2 separate regions of the Zea mays genome follow, and region 1 is linked to region 2. The links are chromatin contacts, called in public Hi-C maps. All regions are on one chromosome and are shown on one strand. The core of a region is the stretch at or near the end of the contact, and the rest is flanking DNA. Distances in the headings are between cores, read along the strand shown. Region 1 holds the start of LOC100192764. Region 2 holds the start of LOC100191702.

What was found. Hi-C and Micro-C count contacts between places; a contact is called where the count stands out from the background.
Region 1: a Hi-C map of ear shows a contact between it and region 2, with 2.4 times the contacts expected there. The contact joins the promoter of LOC100192764 here to the promoter of LOC100191702 in region 2. A contact is called at or near these places in 2 of 25 Hi-C or Micro-C datasets (ear and tassel).

What each region holds. Positions count from the first base shown.
Region 1 is chr5:140,907,174-140,913,868 of Zm-B73-REFERENCE-NAM-5.0, reverse strand. LOC100192764 reads right to left here and starts at 3,569. Exons shown (of 3, transcript NM_001137960.2): 1 at 3,246-3,569. The coding sequence starts at 3,377.
Region 2 is chr5:140,594,225-140,600,967 of Zm-B73-REFERENCE-NAM-5.0, reverse strand. It overlaps LOC100191702, which reads left to right and starts at 2,226. Exons shown (of 5, transcript NM_001137131.1): 1 at 2,226-2,544; 2 at 5,037-5,217; 3 at 5,294-5,435; 4 at 5,525-5,594; 5 at 5,681-6,165. The coding sequence starts at 2,415. The coding sequence ends at 5,850.

The DNA.
Region 1 (6,695 bases), core at 2,320-4,819, 310 kb before region 2:
GCGCTGGCAGCAGCGCGCGCAAGGGAGGCACGGGCGCTGGTAGCCGCGCGCGCAAGGAAGGCATGCAAAGGAAAGCGCGTGCAAGGAAGGCATGGCAAAGGAAAGCGCGCGCAAGGAAGGCATGGCAAAGGAAAGTGACTGATTTGGTGGCTAAATTGATAGACCTAAATTGTAGGGAGATAATTCCAATTAGTCACTTGCCTAATTAGTGGTTGCCTAGTTGGTCAACCGGTGGCCTATATATAGGCCTGTACGCAGGAGACAAAGGAATAAGGAATATATTATCAAACCAATCTCTCTCTCATGACAGACTCTCAAGCGCCTAGGGCTGCTACCCTAGAACCAAGCCTGCGGCAGAGGGGTATAACCTCGCCGGAGAAGACAGCTACCCCCATGGACCGAAGGTCCATGACACCTGGTATCAGCTCCAGGTTATCCTCACCACCACCAGCCGCCCATCCCTCACCACCACCAGCCGCCGCGCCATCAGCCGCCGCAACGCCCTCCCACCCGCCCTCTCCAACTCCAGATGCATTCACTCGGCTCAAAGAGAGTTTTGGCCGCTTCGCAGAGCAGTGGGATCAGTTCGTTGTGATGTTCCACCGCTATAAGGAGAAGACAGAGAAGGAACTCCAAGCAGCGGTGCGGCTTCAGACGGCAGCGCGAGGGTCCCTGCTGGCACGCCGCCAGGTACAGTCCCTTCGTGGGGAGAAGGACCTTGTTGTGGCCTCCAGGGCCACCCCATGGCCGTCATCACATGAGCAGGCCGTGGTGCGCCTGCAAGCCGCAGTGCACGGTTTCCTTGTTAGGCGGGCGGTGCGGAAGCTGCACTTGTTGATCAGCTCATCGCTGCACCAACTCGCAGCCTGCGCGCCCAACCACCAGGTCTCGTCTATACTTTTTGAACCACCTGCAGAAGTCGAGATCTAGGTATGCAGCCCCCCTGCACGGCCACAGAGGGTCGTCTCCTTCATTCGGGCACCTGCCTTGGTGCTGGACAGACCCAACATAAGAATGGGCTGGTTCCTCCTCCACCTTTCATCCAACGTAAAGGCCGCAGTTCAGCTCTTTCCTTGGGATCCAGGAGGACAGGAGGACATAGCTGCAGTTCAAATTTATATTTTAGTTCCACAATTATTTTGTATTTTCGTCTTAAATAGTAAAGGTAAGCTGAGATGTAAAAGGCTTAACCTTATTTCGTGTCAGGTAAGTCTATGGCAGCTCGAGGACGAGCTGGTCCTCAAGGGAGGGGGAGATGTCATGGGCATCATAGGGAGCGGTCACTCATGTGGGGCCGCACCTATGCGCGCCAAAAGCGAGAGGCTGCAGGGGGCGCTGGCAGCAGCGCGCGCAAGGAAGGCACGGGCGCTGGCAGCAGCGCGCGCAAGGAAGGCATGGCAAAGGAAAGCGCGTACAAGGAAGGCATGGCAAAGGAAAGCGCGCGCAAGGAAGGCATGGCAAAGGAAAGTGACTGATTTGGTGGCTAAATTGATAGACCTAAATTGTAGGGAGATAATTCCAATTAGTCACTTGCCTAATTAGTGGTTGCCTAGTTGGTCAACCGGTGGCCTATATATAGGCCTGTACGCAGGAGACAAAGGAATAAGGAATATATTATCAAACCAATCTCTCTCTCATGACAGACTCTCAAGCGCCTAGGGTTGCTACCCTAGAACCAAGCCTGCGGCAGAGGGGTATAACCTCGCCGGAGAAGACAGCTACCCCCATGGACCGAAGGTCCATGACAAAGTCGTAGCCGGATTAAAGCCGCAGCGAACAAGCTAGGATCTGCATTACCATATCTCCCACGTATATGCGACTGGGGGAAAGTTCTTCATCTATTTCCAGTTCCAAAATGATAATTCAGTAAATCAATGATGGCACAGAAAGATAAGCCAAGCATGTCAAACACTCTTTCCAACATAGAAAGCTTTCGAAGTTGGTGTATTTTCAATTTAAGCTAAAGCTATTAACCTACAACATATAAAAAAGGCCAAATTACTCCCTGTAGTCACTAAGGTAGTGTTTAGTTCCGGAGTTAGTTGGATGGAGCGGCTCCATGCCAGGGAGCGGCTCTGTCCAGGAGATTTTGGGGAGCCAGATGGTTGAACATTTAAACATAATTTTTTTTCTTTTTAGAGCCACTCTGTCCTACATGGAACCAATTTCCGTCCCACCATACTTCAGAACCAAGCACTATCTAAAGCACTATGTTTAGGACAAGCAGCAAACAAGCTAATTGTCCTTTCAGAAACATCATGTTTATTTGACTGGGGGAAGTATATGTCATTTTGTGTACAAACTTTTTGTAAGCAAAACCAAGATATAATAGCCTATCTGTCCTAGCTTCGACTTCACCTTCACCTTCTACAATATTCGAAGATAAAATGATGCCAAATAGATGACAACTTCTTGGTCCTAAGTCCTAACCCTAAGTCCACTGTACTCTAGAGATCACAAATACGCTCAGCCAGAGGATCTGGGACTTATGCTATGGCTTGTGGCTTATGACTTATGAGCAAACATCTGATAAACTATATTAGTAGAGAAGATTAAACTATGCCAAATACAAACATCTCAACTGGCATGCTTATATGATGACAAGAACTTAAAATTGAACAGGTAGCAATTTAGCCATCGGGAAATGATACTTTTGCTTCCTGGAGATTGTGAAGATTGTGTGATTAAGAACAACTTGCCAATATACTTTACAATCTACTGTATGAATGGTATTCAGGTTAATCCACAACTTATTACACTTGCATAATGCATAATAAACATAGACATGGCGAGCATGATGCTGGCTGAAAATTTTCCCTTGACAATTTAACAAGAACTGCAAAGAGTTCTAATGATTATAAGCAGTAAGATGTGCCATTGGTGTACTGATCATGCAAAGTAGTGATCGTACGATTACTGATCATTGGGTCCATCGATCATCAGTTCACTTTGCCACAACAAAAACGAAAAACCACAAGATGAAATCCGGTTATAGTCTTATAGAGACCAGATCGATGATATTGCTATCCTGGAGCCCAAAATAACCACACACACGCTGGGCAACTGAACCAAACAAACGACTGCAGTAGAATCATACAGCGAAGCTACTGATCCCAGCGACCTAAGAACCATTATGATTTCTCTCGTGATGCAACTATCCACACAGCAATAGGACCTAGCCAGCGCAACAAAATTGAACATATGAGGACTGTAAGATCGATCGAAGAGAGGAAGGTAAAGGATACCTTGATGCAGAGGTTGCCAGCGCAGATGATGTGTTGGATCTTGCCGGGCACGAGCATGGACTTGAATTTGGCGGGCAGGTCGGGCACCCGGTGCGGGATGTGCAGATCCCCCAGCGCAAGCACAAGCACCATCCTCCCCCGATATCGCGTCCTTCCCCTCCCCACACTCTTTACTCTTGATCTCCTATTGAGCTGTACGCTTGTACCTCCACCCCAGGAGCCACGATCCGCGTCTCCACCTCAGGTCAGCTCTCTATCTGGTAGAGATGCACACCATGATTCGAGTCAAAATCGTCAATCACGTCACCCCTCTCCGCGAACAAGATCGAGAAGAAGCGCGACAGAAAGGCGAGAAGAAGGGGTTTGCTCGCTTCGCTGTACAAAGTGGGCCCGTATTGGGCTCATAGCCGGGCCGGGTGAGTGCTGCCCCGTTGTTCCGGGTCGCTGTACTGGACTTTAGCCCGCTGTACACAGGCGCTTGCGCTCCACGGGTCTTGCTTTGGTTGAGCGCGTGCGCGTGAGATCATATCTTCTATTACATTCTTTATTTTAAATTTTTAATATAAATAGTGTCAAAACAGTATTTTATATTTTTTATGGTCATATGAACGATCGGTTAAATACAGTCTTAAAACGTTAAGCTAAACAAACGTCTGTCAAGCTTTCCTGGACTGTTACCTCAATTTAACTTGTGTTATCCCTTTAAAAAGTTCAGCTTGTGTTTGACAGATTGAGTTAACACTCCTAACATGTTCTCTGGTCATTATTATGTACTATATAAAGCTAGTTTCTACTGTTTCACTGTCATGTATTACCTCTGTTGGCTGCTGTTGAGCACCATACACAACAGCAAAACTGAATACTCCCGTCGGCCATAATAATTTCCGTCGGTTTTTAGGGTTGCCGACGGGAGTTAATTAACTACCGTCGGCCATAACGAAGCCGACGGAAGATAAAATAACTCCCGTCGGTTAGTCCGGAGGCCGACGGGAGCTACATTATCTCCCGTCGGCTTCGTTACGGCCGACGGGGTTTAGGGCGGGCCCGGCTAAAACGCGCGCGCCGGCCACTCGCCCAGGCTTTATTCATCGCGCGGTCGTTCTCCATCGCCGGCCACTCATCCCGCGCCGCCGCCGATCGCCGTCGAGCGCCCGAGCGCCGCCCGAGCCTGCGCCGCCGCCGCCGTGCGCCCGAGCGCCGCCCGAGCCTGCGCCGCCGCCGCCGTGCGCCGCCCCGCCCGAGCGCCGCCAGCGCCTACGCCGCCGCCGCCGACCCCGCCGCGCCCGTCCCGTCCTCCGCCGCGGCTTGCCGACGCCGCTGCCCCCGCCCGTCCCCTCCCCCGACGCCGCTGCAACCTCCACTGAGACAGTAAGATTGAAATCATTTAAAATTATATCATTGCGATATATATTTATATTTATATCGAAAATATGTTTATTCCCGTCGGTTGGTTGATTGTATTGATTAAGCCGACGGGAGTTAACTACGTTGTGGTAGTTTGATTAGTATGATACACTGTTTATTTTCCTAGAGTTTTAGGGTTAAGTGCGCAGACCAGTAGTTAACCCTAGGCGTCACCCGTTCTGGAAGCATGCACATGCATCACATTTATTCATATGTTTGGGCCTAATGCACCTAGACAATCTATGGATGCATAGATTGTATAGTTTCATTCGGTCCAAACACAAGATTACTTGTGATGTGCGTGGTTCCGGGATTGTCCACGTATTTGGACAGCCGGAGAATGGGTGTGGCCGCATGTGATTCGTGCACGTGTCCGTTGGTCCGAACGAGATTTCAGCAGCATAACCCAGTTGTTCTCCGTCGCACCATGATAGGCGTGTGTTCGGAGAACAGCGGGGTTATGCTGCCGAAATTTCGTTCGGACCATCGGGCACGTCACGAGTCGCATGCGGCCGCCTCCATTCTCGGGTGGGTTTATGTCCTTTCCTATAGTAGGGTTATCACCTAAGCCACGTGCATCGCTCTTATATGCTGAATTTTTGGTTGGTGGTTTACACAACAGCAAAACTGAGCCATCCTAGTCATGGAAGATGACCGTGAGTGGATGTATGCTGGTTGGAAGAAGGGCGGATGTCACACAAAGGAATGGTTTCAGAAGACAGAAAAGTTTTTAGAGAACGCTCGTGGAGAGTCAACCCACGCTGTGATTAGGTGCCCATGCACCAAATGTGGGAACATCCAGTCACATGACAAGAGAACTGTGGCACTACACCTTTGCAGTCATGGGTATGTTCAAGGTTATAAGGTTTGGGATAACCACGGCGAGTCACGGAGTATAGTATCAGCACAGATGGAGGTGGATGACGGTGAAAACGTTGATCGATTGGATCATATGTTAGAAGATATGCAGGCAGAGTTTGTCAACAATCCTGAAGATCCGCCTACAAAAGAGGTTGAAGAGTTGTTCAAACTCCTCCAAGACTTAGAAATGCCTCTGCATGGACACACAACGGTTACCATCCTCCAGTTCGTGACCCGTCTAATGAGCATAAAGTCAAAGTTTGGTTGCTCAGCCAAATGTTATAAGGCGATTTTGGACTTGTTTAGTGATGTCCTTCCTGCCGATCATAAGGTGCCTAAAGACATTTACCGGTCAAAGAAGCTGCTAAAGGCTTTGGGAATGCCATATGAGAAGATCGATATATGCCCGTCCAACTGCATGATATATTGGCGCGATCGTGCGAAACTAGAGAAATGCTTGAAATGTGGCCTGTCGAGGTACATAGAGGTGGTAAACGAAGAAGGGGAGAAGGTGACAACAAAGAGGGCACATAAGCAGCTTCGCTGGATGCGTCTCACTCCAAGACTGAAACGTCTGTTCTTGGCTAGTAGAATTGCGAGCCGCATGAGGTGGCGCAAGAATCGTAAGCCCCCGAAGGATGGGGTAATGCAGCATCCGTGTGATAGCGACGCATGGAAGGCCCTGGACAGCTTCGATATAGAATTTGCTAGTGAAGAGAGGAATGTTCGTATTGGGCTGGCGACAGATGGTTTCACGCCTTTCAGTATGACCGCAGCGTCTTACTCATGTTGGCCTGTCTTTGCCATACCGTACAACCTTCCACCTGAAGATTGCATGAAAGATGAGTTTATGTTCTTAACTCTCATCATACCTGGGAAGGATCATCCCGGCGTAAACCTCAATGTTATGCTTGAGCCATTGATTGAGGAGTTGAAAGAGCTTTGGGAAGGAGTGGAGGCGTATGACAGCTTCATGAAGCAAAAATTCAAACTTCGGGCAGCATATTTGTGGTCCATACATGATTATCTAGCGTATGGGATCTTTGCTGGGTGGAGAGTCAGTGGAAGGCTAGGTTGTCCTATTTGTGGAAAAGAAACAGATTGTTTCTGGCTCGATAAGGGTGGGAAGTTCTGTTACTTCGATTGTCATAGGTCTTTTCTTCCTTTGAACCACCCCTTCAGGCT
Region 2 (6,743 bases), core at 977-3,476:
ATGTGTATTGTTTGGGAGCCACATCGTTGTGGCTATTTGGTGGCACCAATGGCGGAGGACTCGTTATGGTTGAGTATGGCACCAGCCATACCTAAACTTTTAAAACATATATATCTTCCATTATAAACATTTAATATGTTGTCGTACGATGGTTAAGACCTAATGATTGTAACAATAGATTGTGTGTTCGATTCTTGTTGGTGCAACATTGTCACTTTTTTCCTACTAGCTAGCCATACCTTTCTTTTCTTTTGTCCTCCACCACTGGGTGGCACTACCGTGGCTAAGGAAGGACGAAAAAGATCACAAACACCATATGTGAGAGGAGCACCATAGAGAGGAGGGGACATAGAAAGAGCACCATACGGAGGAGTATATGAACAAGGAACACCATAAAATGCATAAGAAAGATGGCCGTATGGGTATCTGAGTGGGTACAAAAAAGGATACGAATAAGTGAAAGGTTGTGGTGGAGGAGCTTCAGTGGAAGAGGCTTCATCAGTGTTAATTAGGAGGAGCATCGGTCGTTTGAGGCTCGGTAGGAGGATGAGCATCAACACTTGGTCGATATGGATATGGAGGATAAGGATACATAAAAAGGAAAGAGAGGCTAAGGAATAAGAGAACATGGATGATCAAGAACGTCTTCTCGCTGATGATAGATGGGAGAAAGATCGTTGAAGAACACTTGCTCCACACCAGTAGGGGTCTCAGGACGTTGCGAAGATTGCTCGTTGAGGAAGTCCGTGAACAAATCAAAGTTGGGACTCCATCTGGGATCCATATCGAAACAAAGATTAGGAAGCTACTGAATCAAAATGGGGAGTGAAAAAGCTAAGAATGAAGAAGAGAGCTTGTGAACTGAAGATGAGTGTGTGAGAATGAATCCAAGTACTCCCTCTATGTATAGTGTGCATTCAAGATGTTTTTAGATTTTCATTAAGAGTTTTTTTTTCAAATTCAAATGGATGGAATATTGTTGACCAATCAGGTAGCACCACAACAATCGACAACCACTATCGATCCCACCTGATCAATAGTAGTGTCCACCCTAAATTGTTGGTCGGTACCGGCCGACCTGGCTCTACCATGACCTATATCGTTCGATATGACTAGATCGATAGCCTAGTTGATTGATCGCGCTTGTTACACATAGTTGCGAACAACTGAGTCAGACCGGCGTTGGAACCCCCTTATTTTGCTCAAGTGATGCTGAGCTCAGCAGAGCGTGCATATGGGTGTGCAAAATACTGGTTTACACTATAGACTGTATTGTTTATAGAGTGGAGTTTGAAATAGAGGTGTAATAAGGATATCATAGGAAGGATGCTGGAGATAGCTTGACATGCTCGCCGTAGCGATATCTGTTGTTGCAACCATAAAGTCATGGCTGTAGTATCGATGAGTGACTTGTGGCGGCTACTAGCCTGCTACCCATAGCTATCATCATCATTACCGAGCAGGCTTAGGTCCTAAATACACTAGAGATAATAGTTAACTGACCAAAAAATTACTAGTAAAATTAGATAACTAACTAGCTAACTATTAGCTAATTTTAGTTAGGTTGAAACAACTTATAACTAATAAATAGTTGAGGGTGTATAATAGTTAGTTGGACTATTAGTTAGATGTGTTTTGATATCTCTAATTAAAAGTAGCTAATAGCTAAACTATTAGTTAAGTTGTTTGAATATCTCTGGGTAATCTTAGCAGCTAACTATTAGCTCTAATATATTGCACTTTAATATCTCTGAATAATTTTAGTAGCTAACTATTAGTTATAATAGTGCATTGGACTTTAATATTCTCGGTGTCCGCGTCGTCAGACGCCATCAACGAGATGAGTCAGGCACCATCGAGACGAAGTATATAGAGAGAAGTATGAATCATCCAAAGCCAGCGAATAAATTTTGTTGGTTTGGACGAGTAGCGATAGTACGTGTTCGCGAAACAACACACCAAACCAAACCATGACATGCTGCCGCGGACAGGAAAGGCACCAGTGCCATGGCCACGTTTCTTATCTTGGTGCGCCCTGGCGCTGGCGCTGCCGACCCTCAGCAGATCCATTTATTATATATTCAACGAAACATTCAGCAATACCATGATCATACGGACAGCTACGAGGATGTATTATACACACAAAAAAAGTTTCATTCAATTCTCGGAGAAGAATTCTCATATCATTTCCCGTCAAATTTCAGAAGGTTCCTCTCATGTCAGAGAAAGGAAAACCACACACCGGCCAAACCACGACTGCAGGAGGCGGGTAGTAGCAAGAGAAAGGAAACGCTCTCCCAGCCCCAAAGAAAAAGGCAGCACACCAACTCACCAAGAAAGTGTGGAACTGCTCCTGCCTGCAGCCTCCTGCTCATCGACCCTTTCGCCCCACAAGCTCGATTCCTCGCTCGGCCATGGCTGCACCCGCGGAGGAGACGCTTGCCGCCGAGGATACGGCGTCACCACCGCCGCCGGCGAGGTCTGCGGGGTTCTGGTTCCTTGGCGAGGATAAGTCTGTCCACAAGGCTCTCGGCGGGGGTAAAAGTATGAGCCTTTTCCTCATCTTCTTGTCTTATATTGTGATTTTCCTCTCTTTTTTTTTTGCAAGTTGATTGCTTCGTCGGGCTGAAATTCTGCGTTCCTCAAGTAAGCACAGCACGATTCGTGTAAGCGGATTTTTTTCCTATCGATTTCTTGAGCGCGGTAATTAGTTGTTACGATTAGCTAGCTCCAGCTGTCGCTGCCTTGCTAGGAGCGGAATTCTTTCGTTCTTCCTCTAGGCCTCTAGGGCTATTCGCAGTTCGCGAGGGTTTCTTGATATGGGTACAGATAAGCTTTATTTTGTCAGTTTAGTTGAGTAGTTAGCCTGTGAGCGCCGACCAGTATGTAATCGTTGTCCTCCTGACTGATATCCCTCTGTTCTTGTTGGAAGGCGCAGGTTCATATACGAGTTTAATATACGTTGGTAGGAAATTTCGATTACATCACATTTAAATATTCATTGATGGATTGAGGTCTCATTATTTTGCTGCACCCCTACAAAGCAGTAAATACATAGGCAACTATCTGCGACTGAGTGCAGATAATCACGGAAAGTATCATTTCCATCTATCTAGTCTGCGGTTTGGGGGCTTCTACAATCTTGATATATTTAGTTGTCATCATAAAGCCAATAAGTATCTGGATTTTTTTTTGTTTGCTTAAAAGAAAGGTTGTGGATTCTGTTCATAAACATGGGAATGGGAATGCTGTAAAATTCTCAAGGTTTCCTAGCTTTTCAGGATTGAACTGAATGCTTAGCATGTCATGCTATTAAGACAAAGAAATTTCGGATTACAAAGACATTTTCCTCGTCAGCAGCAAGGATCTGACAAAAAATCATAAACACAGATACAAAAGCTCTCCGTTTTCTAAATTGATGTTATTTATCTGGTCCTGTTTAGGTTGGGGAGATGTATACTCCAATAATTTTAAACTAAATTCTATAAGTATCCTACATGATCATTATCTTCCACTGAATCCCCTGCGAGGCTGCGATGGCAACAGGTTCCCCTGTTGGCATCGACTTCCTGCAGCTCCGGTTGCTGATTCCAATATGCTCGGCATGAACACATGTTTTGGCCCGGCAGCTGCTAAGGTGATGCATCTCCATGTGTCCTCAAGACCTGAACCTTGGAATTGTTATTTGTAAAGAGAGAGGACGGTACTAGAGACATATCTAAAAAGAGAGAAACTTGGACACTACTCGCTGGAGACTAAATAGACGTGAATTTAGTCCAACTAGATGCTGCTGGTGGCCGATAAGAGATGCTGATGGCAGTGTACAGTATAGAAAAAAATAATAGTTCGGTTCAATGAAGAAAACATGGACCAAAAGCCCAAAATAGGTGGTATGACCTGTTTGAGAAATAGGATGGTGATAATTAGGGGAAGTGTTTCTGGGCGCATTTGGAAGCAAAGGAATGTGGTTATCTTCAGGGACTGTAGGAGGTGGTCAGCACATCACTGTTATCGGAAATAAAGGATACTGCCTACTACTGGTCCTTAGCAGGAGGGGCACCTCTTAAATCCCTAATGGTCGCTTGAGTCGGTAGTGAGTAATTAGTCCCACCCCCGACAACACATCTATGTCTTCTTGCAAGAGCTAAACCTCAATACGTGCAAGATGCGGGGAACGCTAACTGACAGTGTCAGGCAATGGATGCAAACACGGTAAACAATCCCCCCCCCCCCCCCCCACACACCTTGTTGTAACCTCTAATGTTCCGATCACTTATATAAGAAAATAAAAAATACTGAAGGGACCCCTCCCCCCCCCACCCACAGTAATCTTATCCCTCTCAAAAAAAAAGTCCTTGTAAACCCAAAAAACTGCAGCCCAGGCTGCGATAGGAGCGCTTCTCGTGCATGTAACCTTCTGCTGTCGTATGCTGCCTTCTTATTATTAATCAAAACTGGAAAACTAGATCTTTCCAAAGATAATTAGGGGAACTGTTGTGAGACAACACATTTTAGCAGGGAGTTCAGTTTAGGGTGCACCTAGGAAAATGAGATCAATTTAAGTGTTCTCTTGGAGATGCTCTAAGGTCCCTAGTAGACTTTTCCATTTTGTAACTTCAGTGTTACTTCAACTAAATGATTAAAAGAATTGGAAGCTGTAGCCCATGTCCTCAGTCATGGTTAAGGTATTGAACAGCACTACAGAAGTTCTGGATGAAGATAGAACAGTTCAAGGGCTAAATTTTATTTTCCTGTTAGTTTGCATTAGAAATGGAAGATATGATAGAGTTGTGGAGGGAAGGGACCGAGAGTCAGAGACCATTTTGAAGTCTCAGCGATACCATGTCCTGTGGTGAAAAAAAAGGGGAATAAACGAAGAAATAAAAAATCTGATACACCATGTTATAAATGATTTTCATGAGGAAACAACCACAACAGAATTATGTTAATGAAAATGTTACTCATATTTATGGTTGCATAATCTAGATTGTTATCCTGATGCCATTCCATCTTCTCATCTGTATGCCTCTGTGAAGCTGCTGATGTACTTTTGTGGAAAGACAAGAAGACCTCTGCTGCGGTAGTTGGTGGTGCAACTGTCCTATGGGTTCTGTTCGAAATTGTAGAATACCATCTCCTGACCCTGGTTTCTCATGTGCTGATCGCTGCACTGACCATCTTGTTCCTGTGGTCCAATGCGACTGTCTTTATCAAAAAGTAAGGAAGAGATACATAGATTCATATGCACTTCGCGCTGACCAAATTTCTTAAACATCAAGTATTTCACTTTCAGGAGTCCTCCTGATGTTCCTGAAGTGCAGATATCTGAAGACCTTGCTGTAAACATTGCGCTAGCATTGCGTGCTGACATCAACAAGGCACTTGCCCTGCTTCGGGAGATTGCTCTGGGCCATAACCTGATGAAGTTCCTAGGCGTATAAATCTCAGAGAAGAGAACCATTTGTTTATTTTCCTTTTCAGTGACAGCTTGCAAGGTTGCACTGACCAAATTCCAATGTTTCAGGTGGTCGTCGCCCTTTGGATTCTTTCAGAGATCGGGGAGCTATGTGATCTCCTGAGATTGATGTACATTGGTATGGGTTTTTACGCTCCAAAAACTGTGTTTTAGTGATTCTTTGAACAACCACTTTAGTTAGCTTAACCTTAGTTCTCCAAACAGTGGTCTTGATCCTCCACACAGTGCCGATACTGTACCACAAGTATCAGGACCAGGTGGACAATTTCGCTGCAAAGGCGCACAGGGAGCTCTGCAAGCAATACGCGGTCCTGGATGCCAAAGTTCTGAGCAAGATTCCAAGAGCTCCACCAAAAGATAAGAAACAGAACTAGAACGTGGAGGATGACAAGCGCCTTGTTTTCGGCTTGGGCGACGAGAGTTTGTAGCCAATGGTCTGATGTGGTTCGTGGGCTTTGTGTAGGTGCACAGTTTCACGTATATGTTCTGGTCGTGTAATCTATATGTTTATATAAACCTGTAGGGGTGTTGATGACCATCGAAAGTGTCGTAAATATTCAGTAGTATATGTAGCTTAGGGCTTAAGCGGTTGTGTTTATAAGGTCATTGTCGTTGTCGATGGGAAGTATTATCATGTTATTTTCAGGACTCAGGAGTATAAAATGAAATAAAATGTGAATTCATCTGAAGCTGAAACCCAAACTAAGAGAGTTTTATCATCATGAAACTTACATCTTTTTCTCTCTTACTAAAACGATTGTTATATCAACAAAATATTTGTATGATATTCTATTAGTTATAGATGATACTCCATAAAAATACCACTAAAACTGACTAAAGTTGTCATAGTAAAAAAGCAATGTTTAGTGAAAAGGTTATCAAAAAATTCAATTGTCAACGTTGAAAGAAAAGCAATGCACAATCAAAAAATGCATAGTCAAAAGAAATATTAGAAGAGTGTACCAGAGTAAGATTTTATTAGTGTTCCTACAAAATTATAATATACCTAATCAAATGGTCTTTAAAACCGCCGGCTTTGAATATTTCAAGAAGCGGTAGAATACCTCTATGGGGATGGAGTAATACTCCTTCCAATGGGAGACATACATATAAATTATATTCATAGATTAATTAATGAATACATATCTAATATAAAATGAATTATATTTTGGGACGGAGAGAGTAGGATATATCATATGAAATTATATATTTTATGCGATCACGTAATCAACCATATCATTGATTGCAAATCATAAGTTGATAATAT